Linked DNA regions of Rattus norvegicus: region 1 is linked to region 2. The links are chromatin contacts, called in public Hi-C maps. All regions are on one chromosome and are shown on one strand. Each heading gives the region's core, a stretch centred on a gene start, on an enhancer-like site or on the middle of the called end of the contact. The rest is flanking DNA. Distances are from core to core; before and after follow the strand shown. Region 1 overlaps LOC134486937 (a long non-coding RNA gene). Region 2 holds the start of Epb41l4b (erythrocyte membrane protein band 4.1 like 4B).

Region 1 (4,655 bases), core at 754-3,253, 190 kb after region 2:
TGTCCCAGGCGACTCTATGTTCGAGAGGAAGGAGAAAAACGCAAAGTACAACTAAACTGCAAACAAACGGTTGTTTCAGGACATGGACTTTTGGGAGTGGCTTCTTATTCAGCCTCGAGACAGGGGGTGAGGAGAGTTAATTCTCTCTTCTGAGAGATTTACATGACAACCTTGAATTGGAAGTACTGGTCCAGAGGGACTGGCCTGCATTAGTATGGGGCCTCATATTTCTTCGATACAAGAAGGTAATTCCATAGAATAGGTACCCTCATATAGCTGTTTCAGCAGCACCTAGGAAATCCGAGACTCTTTTCCATATAGCCTGAAAGAACCATTTGATGAAATATTATCTCTGGACGTCATCCAGAGGTCCTGAGAGGCAAGCCTTTTCTTTTTCTAAAGATCAATTTTTATTATTTTTAATTATGTGTATAGGTTTATGTAAGGGTAGACACACTTGAGTGCAGGTGTCCTCCGAGACCAGTGGCATTGGAGCCCCCTAACCAGCCTAGCATTGTTCTTTTTTTTTTCCCCTTTTTCTCTTTTTCAGAGCTGGGGACCGAACCCAGGGCCTTGTGCTTGCTAGGCAAGCGCTCTACCACTGAGCAAAATCCCCAACCCCCCTAGCATTGTTCTTGATTGGCACGTGGGCACAGAACATGTGGAATAGTCTTCTAGTTCTAAAGTCTGACTTAACCCCTGTTAAACTAGTGAGTTTATTGAGATAGTTTGCCTGGCATCTTCTGGATGATCTCTTCCCAAGCAAAAAGCCACAACTGATTTGGTTTATCTGTCCTCTTGCCTGCCCACACATCCATGGTGGCTAGAAGGATTAGGATGGAGAGACAAATGGAACATGAGTGCTCTTAGAGGGGTCAGAGACGAACAGAGGGTGCATGACTTTGTTCTTTTTCTGTTGCTGAGATAAAATACTGTGACAAAAATCAACCTAAGGAAATAAGGGTTTATTTTTTGGTTCATAGTTCCAAGGTGTCAAGGCAGCAAGAACTTGAAGCAGCTCATCACATCACACCCGTGATCGTGAATGGGGTATGAATAGCTGAGCTGCTGCTTTTCTCCACTTATACAGTCCATGTTCCCAGCCAGGGAATGATGCCACCCACAGTGGACCGGTCTTCCTATCTCACTTAACTAATACATTTAAGATAATAACCCCAAAGGCATGTCCAGAGGCCCATCTCCTAGATGAGTTCTAAATTCTATCAAGTTGACAGCACCAACCATTACAGGGCCACAGACTGTTATAAGGAGGCAGAACGTGTCTTTAATTCTAACACTCGGGAGGCAGAGGCAGGTAGATCATTGTGGGTTTGATGCTCGTCTGATCTACAGAGCAAATTCAAGGAGAACCAGGGCTATATAGATACTCTGTCTCAAAACCAACCAACCAACCAGAAAAAAAGAAGCAGTTCTGATGCCAATGTAGAGTGGAGAGTGTTTTGGGGAAAGCCACTTTGTCGGGTATTCCTCATTCCCCCATCCACGTATGTTCTTGATTTTCAACCCCTTTGCTCTAAGCCCGGAGAAGCTGCCTTTTATGGCTTGTACCCTGGGCTTCTTTGGCTTCTATTTGGGTCCAACCAACAAGAGACAACATCAGGATATAGGAGAGTGGAGCAGGCCGAGCGTGGGATGGATTTTTACTTCACCCCGCCCACCGGCTGCCTTTTGGCAGCTTGCCGCATTCTTCCCCAGCCTCCTCTGGGCCTTTAAGTTTGGGGAGCAGTAATTGCTTCCCATGCCTGCAGATGCCCACACACTTTCTCATCTTTACTTCCTTGAACCCGTTCAGCCCTCTCTCAGTAATCTCTCCGCGGCGGCACACTCTCCAATTGCCTTTTCCAATGTGCCCCGTGCATCCTGCAAAGACAGGAAAACAAAAACATTGCCTGGAAAGGTCAATAATCCTGGCCTCCGTGCAGCTCGGTTCAATTCAATTTAGCAAACATTGACTGAGTGAGGTCTTCTTTCCCAGGTTGTGCGCCAGGAACTGGGGTCAGAGAAAACACAGACACAGAACCTATCTGCGGGGACCTAGGCGTAGCTTCCTGGGAGGCTGGATGCGGGGAGAAGGGGAAGCACGTACTGTGGTAGGCAAGTAGGGTACAACTGGGTCTGAAGCTGTGAGATGCTGGAGCTGTGAGGTGCTCCCTCCTCTAGGTCATCTGTGTTGGTTGGGGACCCCCTACCATCATCCAGTTGTCTCCATTTTGGCTTCTTTTCAAGGAGCCCGACCCGCCTACTTAGCTAGGCGCTACTGGCTCCCCGTCGAGGAGTGTCTGGGAGAGGAAGAGAGACTTGGCAGCATGGGCCTGGGAGCCCTGGGGTGGAGATAAGAACTTTATCTGCTCTGTGCCCTAGATGGTCCACTGGGATTCCTGAGCCTATGAGCAACTTATGCTGATGTAGGGAGGGTGAACCTGGCAAATTCTGTAAACCTTAAAAAGGGATGAGATTTTTACCTCCTCTAGTTAAGAAGAAAACACCAGAGAGAGCAGCGGTCCTGGGGCCCTCTGACTTGTGCTTTTTCTAGTGCTGTCTTTTTCAATCTTATTTACAGTGGTAGAGCGCTTGCCTAGCAACCGCAAGGCCCTGGGTGGTTCGGTCCCCAGCTCCGAAAAAAAGAAAAAAAAAAAAAAAAGAAAAAGAAAAAGAAATGTGCATCAATCTTATTTACAAAGCCGGGTTCTGAGCATGCTAGATATGTACTCTACTACTGAATTATTCTTTATCCGTATCCCCACTCCCTCCTTTTAACGTAAGGTTTTGCTAAGTTGTTGAGGCTGGCCTGGAACTTGTGATCCCTCTGTCTCCGCCTCTAGAGTAGCTAATGTCTACATATACCGGGCCCGTTCCTTTCTTCTTTTTAAAAATATTTTATTCATTTTATGTGTATGAGGACACCGTAGCTGTCTTTGACACATCAGAAGAGGGCATCAGATCCCATTACAGGTGGTTGTGAGCCACCATGTGGTTGCTGGGAATCGGAACTCAGGACCCGTGGCAGAGCAGCCAGTGCTCTTAACCACTGAGCCATCTCCCCAGCCCACCAGGCCGGTTTTCAATATGGTCTGAGAATGTGTTACAACAGCGAGTTTATACAGCGTCCTTGCTTGCTAGACTCTTGGGCGTTGAACTCTGACCCACTCATCCGTTTCTTTCTAGGATTGTTCCTGAAGGAGTAACATGGGTGTGATGACCTCTGTTGGAAGAATGAGATGACCGTGGCTTGTGACAGAGAAGGGACCTATGCCATTTATGGCACAGCTGGGACTTGATACAAAGAACCTCGAGGGCTGAGACAGTCAACAGGAATACAGATGGAGCCACCTGCTCCTTGCTGGAGACTGTTTGCAACAAGTTTACATCAGTTCTCTTCTACTCTGGGGACAGCCTTGGAGGCATAAAGGTGAACAGCACCAGGCTTTACAGTCAGGGCTTCAAAGACTTGAAGGTAAGCATCACGATCATACCAAGAAGAGGCGGGACATACACTGAAACCGAGACACCCATTTTTAACCCGCCGACTTCATTCAGAGGCAGGAAGGGAAGGAAGACCCGGGACAGTCACATGTTACTTGTACGTACATATGTACGTACGCCTCTACACCGTGGCTCATTTTCCCTTCACCATCTCTTAAAGACAAGGAGAAAAGGAAATTTAAAAAACAGATGCGTGAAGCATCTGGATTTTAGGAACTGCGATTTTGGGAAAGTCGAGAGCAGTACAGGGTGACTTGAATGAGTCTGGTGGTCCAGGCTCTCTCTCTGCTACTGAGGAGCTGTGTGACTCTGACCATACTCACTTCACTCTTTGGGCTTCATCCGCATCCTTATCTACCTCCAGAGAGCTTTCATGACATTTTTATTGGGGGGTATGGGGGTGGGGGACAGTGCTAGAGGGGTGCAGGATTTTAGCGTCAAGCACAAGTCTTTATCGCCCTCTACTGTTCAGCTGCAGCACTGCGGGTCTGATTTGTTAGGTTCTCTAGAAAGCAAGCTTTTACGCCTTGCAATAATAAGCTGTGAGCTACCAAGTCCATCCACAGGAGTCTATAAGGTAACAAGAGAAAGCCAGTCCTCTCTCTCGCTCTCCCATCCCATCGACTTGGAAGTCCTGCTGGTCTCGCCCACACAGTTTCAATTAGTTTCCTAAGTGCTGCCTCCTGACTGTTGAAGCGCACACCCTCTCCGCCCTGACCCAGCTCCCCTCCATCATTACAGTTACCACACAGCATGTCAGCTGCCCTTGGCCATGCCTGTCTTTTTAGCTCAAAGTCTGCTGTCACTTGCCTTGTATTCCCCCCACCCCCTGTATAGCATGGGACACATGACCTCCCCAAACAAGTTAGTTCAAACGGTGACGACCAGACGGAAGAATAGATGAATCAAAGAAGCTCAGTGAGCGGAGGAAGGCTTGGGGGTGAGGAGGAGCTTCGAGGGTTCGGAGGGAGGCTTCCCATACAGGAAACTCCCTAGTTCCAAACTTTTGGGGTTCAGAGCATCAGCGAACAGAGGGGCAGATGGAGGGCTTTGGGGGTGCAGCTGCTCACACAGGTGTGCTCACCTGGAGAAGATGCTACCCTCAGAGTGCCCTCAGGGTCTGCACGCTACTCGACAAGAAACACGCACTT
Region 2 (4,328 bases), core at 47-2,546:
GCAGCCCTGCGTCGCTTGAAAAATTCTACTCAATCCAGCATCGGAAAGCCAACATTGGCAGGGAATGAGGCCACCTGCGCCAAGGGGAGGGGACGTGGGGACGTGTGCATGGGGTAGCATAGGGTAGGAGTGAGGCACAAAAAACCTAGGGGGTCACCAAAGAAGAGCACCGCAACCCTGCGGTGCAAGGTGCCAAAGACTGGGCCCCAGAGCATACCCGAGCTGGTGGTCCGGGAGGGTTCATGGCTGGGGAAGACTGGCAGAAGATGGGGGAGGGGTCCCAAAGAGCGGCCGGGGAAGCTTCCCAGGGAAAGAACCACGGGGACAGGGGGCTCTGCCCCAAGGAGCGCAGGCTGCCAGTGCCCCACACGCGCCGCGTCACTCACCGGCAGGTCCACGCTCACTTCGGTTCCGTCGAGCAGGAAGACACGGCAGTAAAGGGTGGCCTTGGCAGCTCCCGAGGCGGAGATGTGCACAGCCGCGCCGCCGGTGAGCAGGGGCCCGCCGCCGGCCGGGAACACGCTACCCCCGGGCGCGGCGGGCAGCACGGAGGAGCTGGCGGCGGCGGCCGGGCCCCCTCGCGGCCCCCCGTCGCGCTCGTCCCCCAGCCCGGCGGCCCCGCGCCCCGCCGCGCCCCGCGCGTAGCGCTGCATGGAGCGGCGGCCAAAGGTCCGGCGCAGGAACCGCAGCATCCTGGCCGGGGGCGCCCCCTGCCTCCGCCCCCTGCGCTGCCGCTGCGCCGCCGCCCGGGAGCGCCTGGCGCCGCCGTCAGTGCCCGCCGCGCCGCGCCGCGCCGCCTCCCGCGGGCTGCGGCCCGGGGCTCGCTCCCGCCCCAGCCGAGGCCGAGGCCGCGCTCCGGCCGCCCGGGGAACGCGTCGGCCGGGCCAGCGCCCGCCGAGAGTAGCGGCGCGGGAGAGAGCGCGCACGGGCGGCCCGGGGGACCGTCCCGCTCTTGTCGCCGCTGTCGCCGCTGCGCGCTTGGGGCAGTCAGTCGGTGCGGGCTGCTGCGTGGCCGCTGCCCCGCGAAGAGCGCCGCGGGGGGACCCGGCTGCGGGCTGCTCCCGCGCCGCGCGCCGGCCGAGGGCCAGCCGGAGCAAAGCGCCTGCGTGCTCCCGGCGCGCTCGCTCCCACTCGCGCCGCGCCCGGCCCGAGGAGGCCCCCGCCGAGCGCCCGCTCCCGGGGCGCCTTTTCCTGCGCCCGCAGCCCCCGCCTCCCACCTGGGAGGGCTGCACCTCCAGCCGCCGCCGCCGGCACTGCAGCACGCCCTCCTCCCCCGGGGCTGCGCCGGGCCTGTGCTGCCCCCTGCCGGCCCGAGCGCCCCCTGCTGCTGTAGGTGCGCTCACGTGCGTACACGTAGGTGAGCACACACGTGTTTCCGGGCGCGCAGGACCCCCGAGAAGTCCGAGAGTTTCCCCTCCTTGACCAGATGAAGAAAATAAGGCTGCCTCCTTCCAGAAAATGCTTACCCCTGGGGCAAAGAAAAGCGCGTCTCTTTCTGAAAGCAAAAAACCAAAACACCAACGGTACTCAGTTTCCCCTTCTGCAGAAGAAGTGGAGTAGACCTAGGTCCTTGCCACTTAATGAAACTATCTCTTTAACATCTCAGCCCTGGCTGGGGCTTTAACCTTGCAGTCCAATGAACCCGTTCCAAACAAGAAAATTGAGGCCGGTGAGGAAGGGGAAGTACTTTTCCGTACTCCTTAGGAGACACTTTGCTTCAAGGACCTCGCCCATGCCCAGAGTTAAGGCAAGGGCCTGCATAAACAATTGCTACTGAGAAGGTTGGTCAAGGTTGGACAGACTTCTGGGAAGCGAAGTAGAACATGAGAATGAATTGCATAGGGCACATGGAGGAAACTGGAGACAGCGATTTGCTAACTGGAGGCAGCGAATTGCTAACGAGCAATACCCACAGGTTCGGTGTTTGCCCACAGACAAGAGGGTTGTCCTGTGCTCCAGAATGAGGAATGTGGGAAATGAGGCTGAAAGGAGGCCAGGCCTTTGGGGAGAATAACACTACTGTTTATCAGGCCCTAATTTTGTGCCAGACATTACACTAAGCCCTTTCCATATGTCTTAATTTAGCCTGTTAGCGTACAGGTTATTATCTCGATTGCACAAAGGAAGAAACCAAGCTTTAGAGACTGCCATACGATTCATTGATTGGGCTCCAGAGCTATTGATGGAGGACAGAACACGACTGTTACATGCAAATGTAACAGTTTAAGAGAGAGTTGGGGAAGCAGTGATCTCAGCAGGACGCACAGAGAAGACAAGGAATCATTCCAAAACAGACATTTATTGAAGACCAGGCATTGTCTTAGATTCCACCGTCTCCATCTTCATTAATCCCCATTCTAACTCTCCGAGACAGTTCTATGTATTCCCACTCACTTAGATGGATTTGGGAGCTTAGGTATGTAACATGCTTGCCCAAGGTCTGAGAGCTGCCCTGCATTCATTCTATGATCTTATGAGGACCACCCATGTGATAGTTTACTCTGTAGAATAGCATCTACAATAAACCCACTCTGCTCTTACCCCCACAAGATTTACCAGATGCTATGTACAATTGGTGTAGCCCAAGTCAGCTGACTAGTTTCTAAGGATATCCCAGGAACACGCAGAAAAGTCACTTGAAGATGTCCACCTATGCATTTTGCATTTGCATGATTGTGTTTCCTGTGTGTAGCAAAGGCGGGAAGGGGTTGTTCTATGTGTGAGTTAAAAAGGTTGAGGGGAGAATTAACTCACTGTTATAGCCAGTAGAATTAAATGAGACTTTTTTAGAGACTGGAGAAACAACAACTGTCAAAATCAAGGTGTAGAAGCTAAGGGAGGCACGCACCAGCTAGAACACTGGTTCTCAACCTGTGGGTCACAACCCCCTTGGGGTTGCATATCACATATCTTGTATATCAGATATCTTGTATATCAGATATTTACATTACAATTCATAACAGCAACATAATTACAATTATGACGCAGCAATGAAAATAAGCTTATGGTTGGGGTCACCACAACATGAGGAACTGTATTAAAGGGCTGCAGCATTAGGAAGGTTGAGGACCACTGCTTAGAAGCAAGAAAGGTAAAGAAAGGGTGAGTTATGCCCTAGAGAGTCTAGAAGGGACGAAGCACTGGCTTTAGCCTGTAAGATCCACCTCAGCCTCCAGCAAGGCAAAATAACGCTTGCAGGTTGTTTTAAGCCACTGCATCTGTGGTTCCTTACATCAGCCAAGTAGGAAGTCAGGCAGGCGCGCTAAGCACGATGTCACTTTGGAGAATCACAGCTTTCAGAGCTGTTCGTCTTGCGTGCACCGTCTGAGTGTGTGGCTATGCAGAGCTTCTCTCCTGTTGGGCTCCAGGCTCCATTAAGAGATGTTTTCTTTTTCGTCTGTGCATCCTAGCCCCTGCTGGGAAGTAGTAAGCACTCAACAAATGCTTATTGAATGTCCACAGGATCCCACTTCCTCTTCCTAGTGGTTCTGTAGGGTACATGTTATTTCCTCTTAGAGATGAGGAAAATGAAGGTTATCGACCTTAGATCCCCACACTCATGACTCCGCTCAGACTCGATGGTAGTGATCAATGGCTACTGACAGTGACGTGCTGAATTGCACGGGGATTCCTATGTCAGGCCCTACTCCCTAATGGATCTCGTCTCCAGGCATCGCTAACAATGGTTCTTGTCACTAACATTTCAACCTCACAGTTTAAACATTTAATGAGCAACCTTGGGCTTCAGGGTTACAGGACTGTATGTTCCAACAGCTGCCCGTTTGCAGCTGTCGTCTTCGGACCCTAAAGTCCCTAACTGTTTTATCCAAAGCCTGTAACTAGCCCCTCAGAGATTTTAACAGTCTTGTCTTAGACCCTGTGTATGAGTAACGTGAGTCAGCCAGAGCTGCCTGCCTATGATTGCATTGGTTTTCTTTATCTACCGGTGTAGAAGTGTTTGTGCGTGCACGTGTATACCGTATGCCGAAGCCAGAGGTCGATGGTGGTTGTTTTCCTCGATCACTCTCTACCTGGTTTTCTGAGATGAATTATCTGACTGAACCGGAAGCTCACTGATTCGGATAGACTGAGTCACCAGTAAGTCCCAGCTATCCGGCCTTCTCAACTCCCCCAGCACTTGGATTACTTGGCTTTTGTATGGCTTCCAGGGATTAAACTCAGGTCCTCGTGCTGTGTGACAAGCGCTTTACCAAGTATCTCCTCTGCTCCCAGTGCATCACACTTCAATGACATTTTTGGTCCTTAAACTACTTTTAGAACCCTGGTGCTATGAATCTGAATGTCTGGGTCCTTTCAAAACCCACGAG

What was found. A called contact is a pair of places that touch in the nucleus more often than the background predicts.
Region 1: a Hi-C map of Schwann cells shows a contact between it and region 2, with 2.5 times the contacts expected there. The contact joins the enhancer-like site here to the promoter of Epb41l4b in region 2. A contact is called at or near these places in 2 of 12 Hi-C or Micro-C datasets (Schwann cells and frontal cortex).

Annotation. Positions count from the first base shown.
Region 1 is chr5:76,837,703-76,842,357 of GRCr8, forward strand. LOC134486937 (a long non-coding RNA gene) reads left to right here. Exons shown (of 2, transcript XR_010066520.1): 2 at 3,187-3,668. Among named protein-coding and RNA genes, the nearest start is that of Ptpn3, 19 kb to the left of the region's middle. Within about 2 kb of position 2,004, at least 12 of the 93 cell types and tissues checked have an H3K27ac peak or open chromatin away from gene starts, as enhancers often do.
Region 2 is chr5:76,646,456-76,650,783 of GRCr8, forward strand. Epb41l4b (erythrocyte membrane protein band 4.1 like 4B) reads right to left here and starts at 1,297. Exons shown (of 25, transcript NM_001401792.1): 1 at 387-1,297. The coding sequence starts at 692.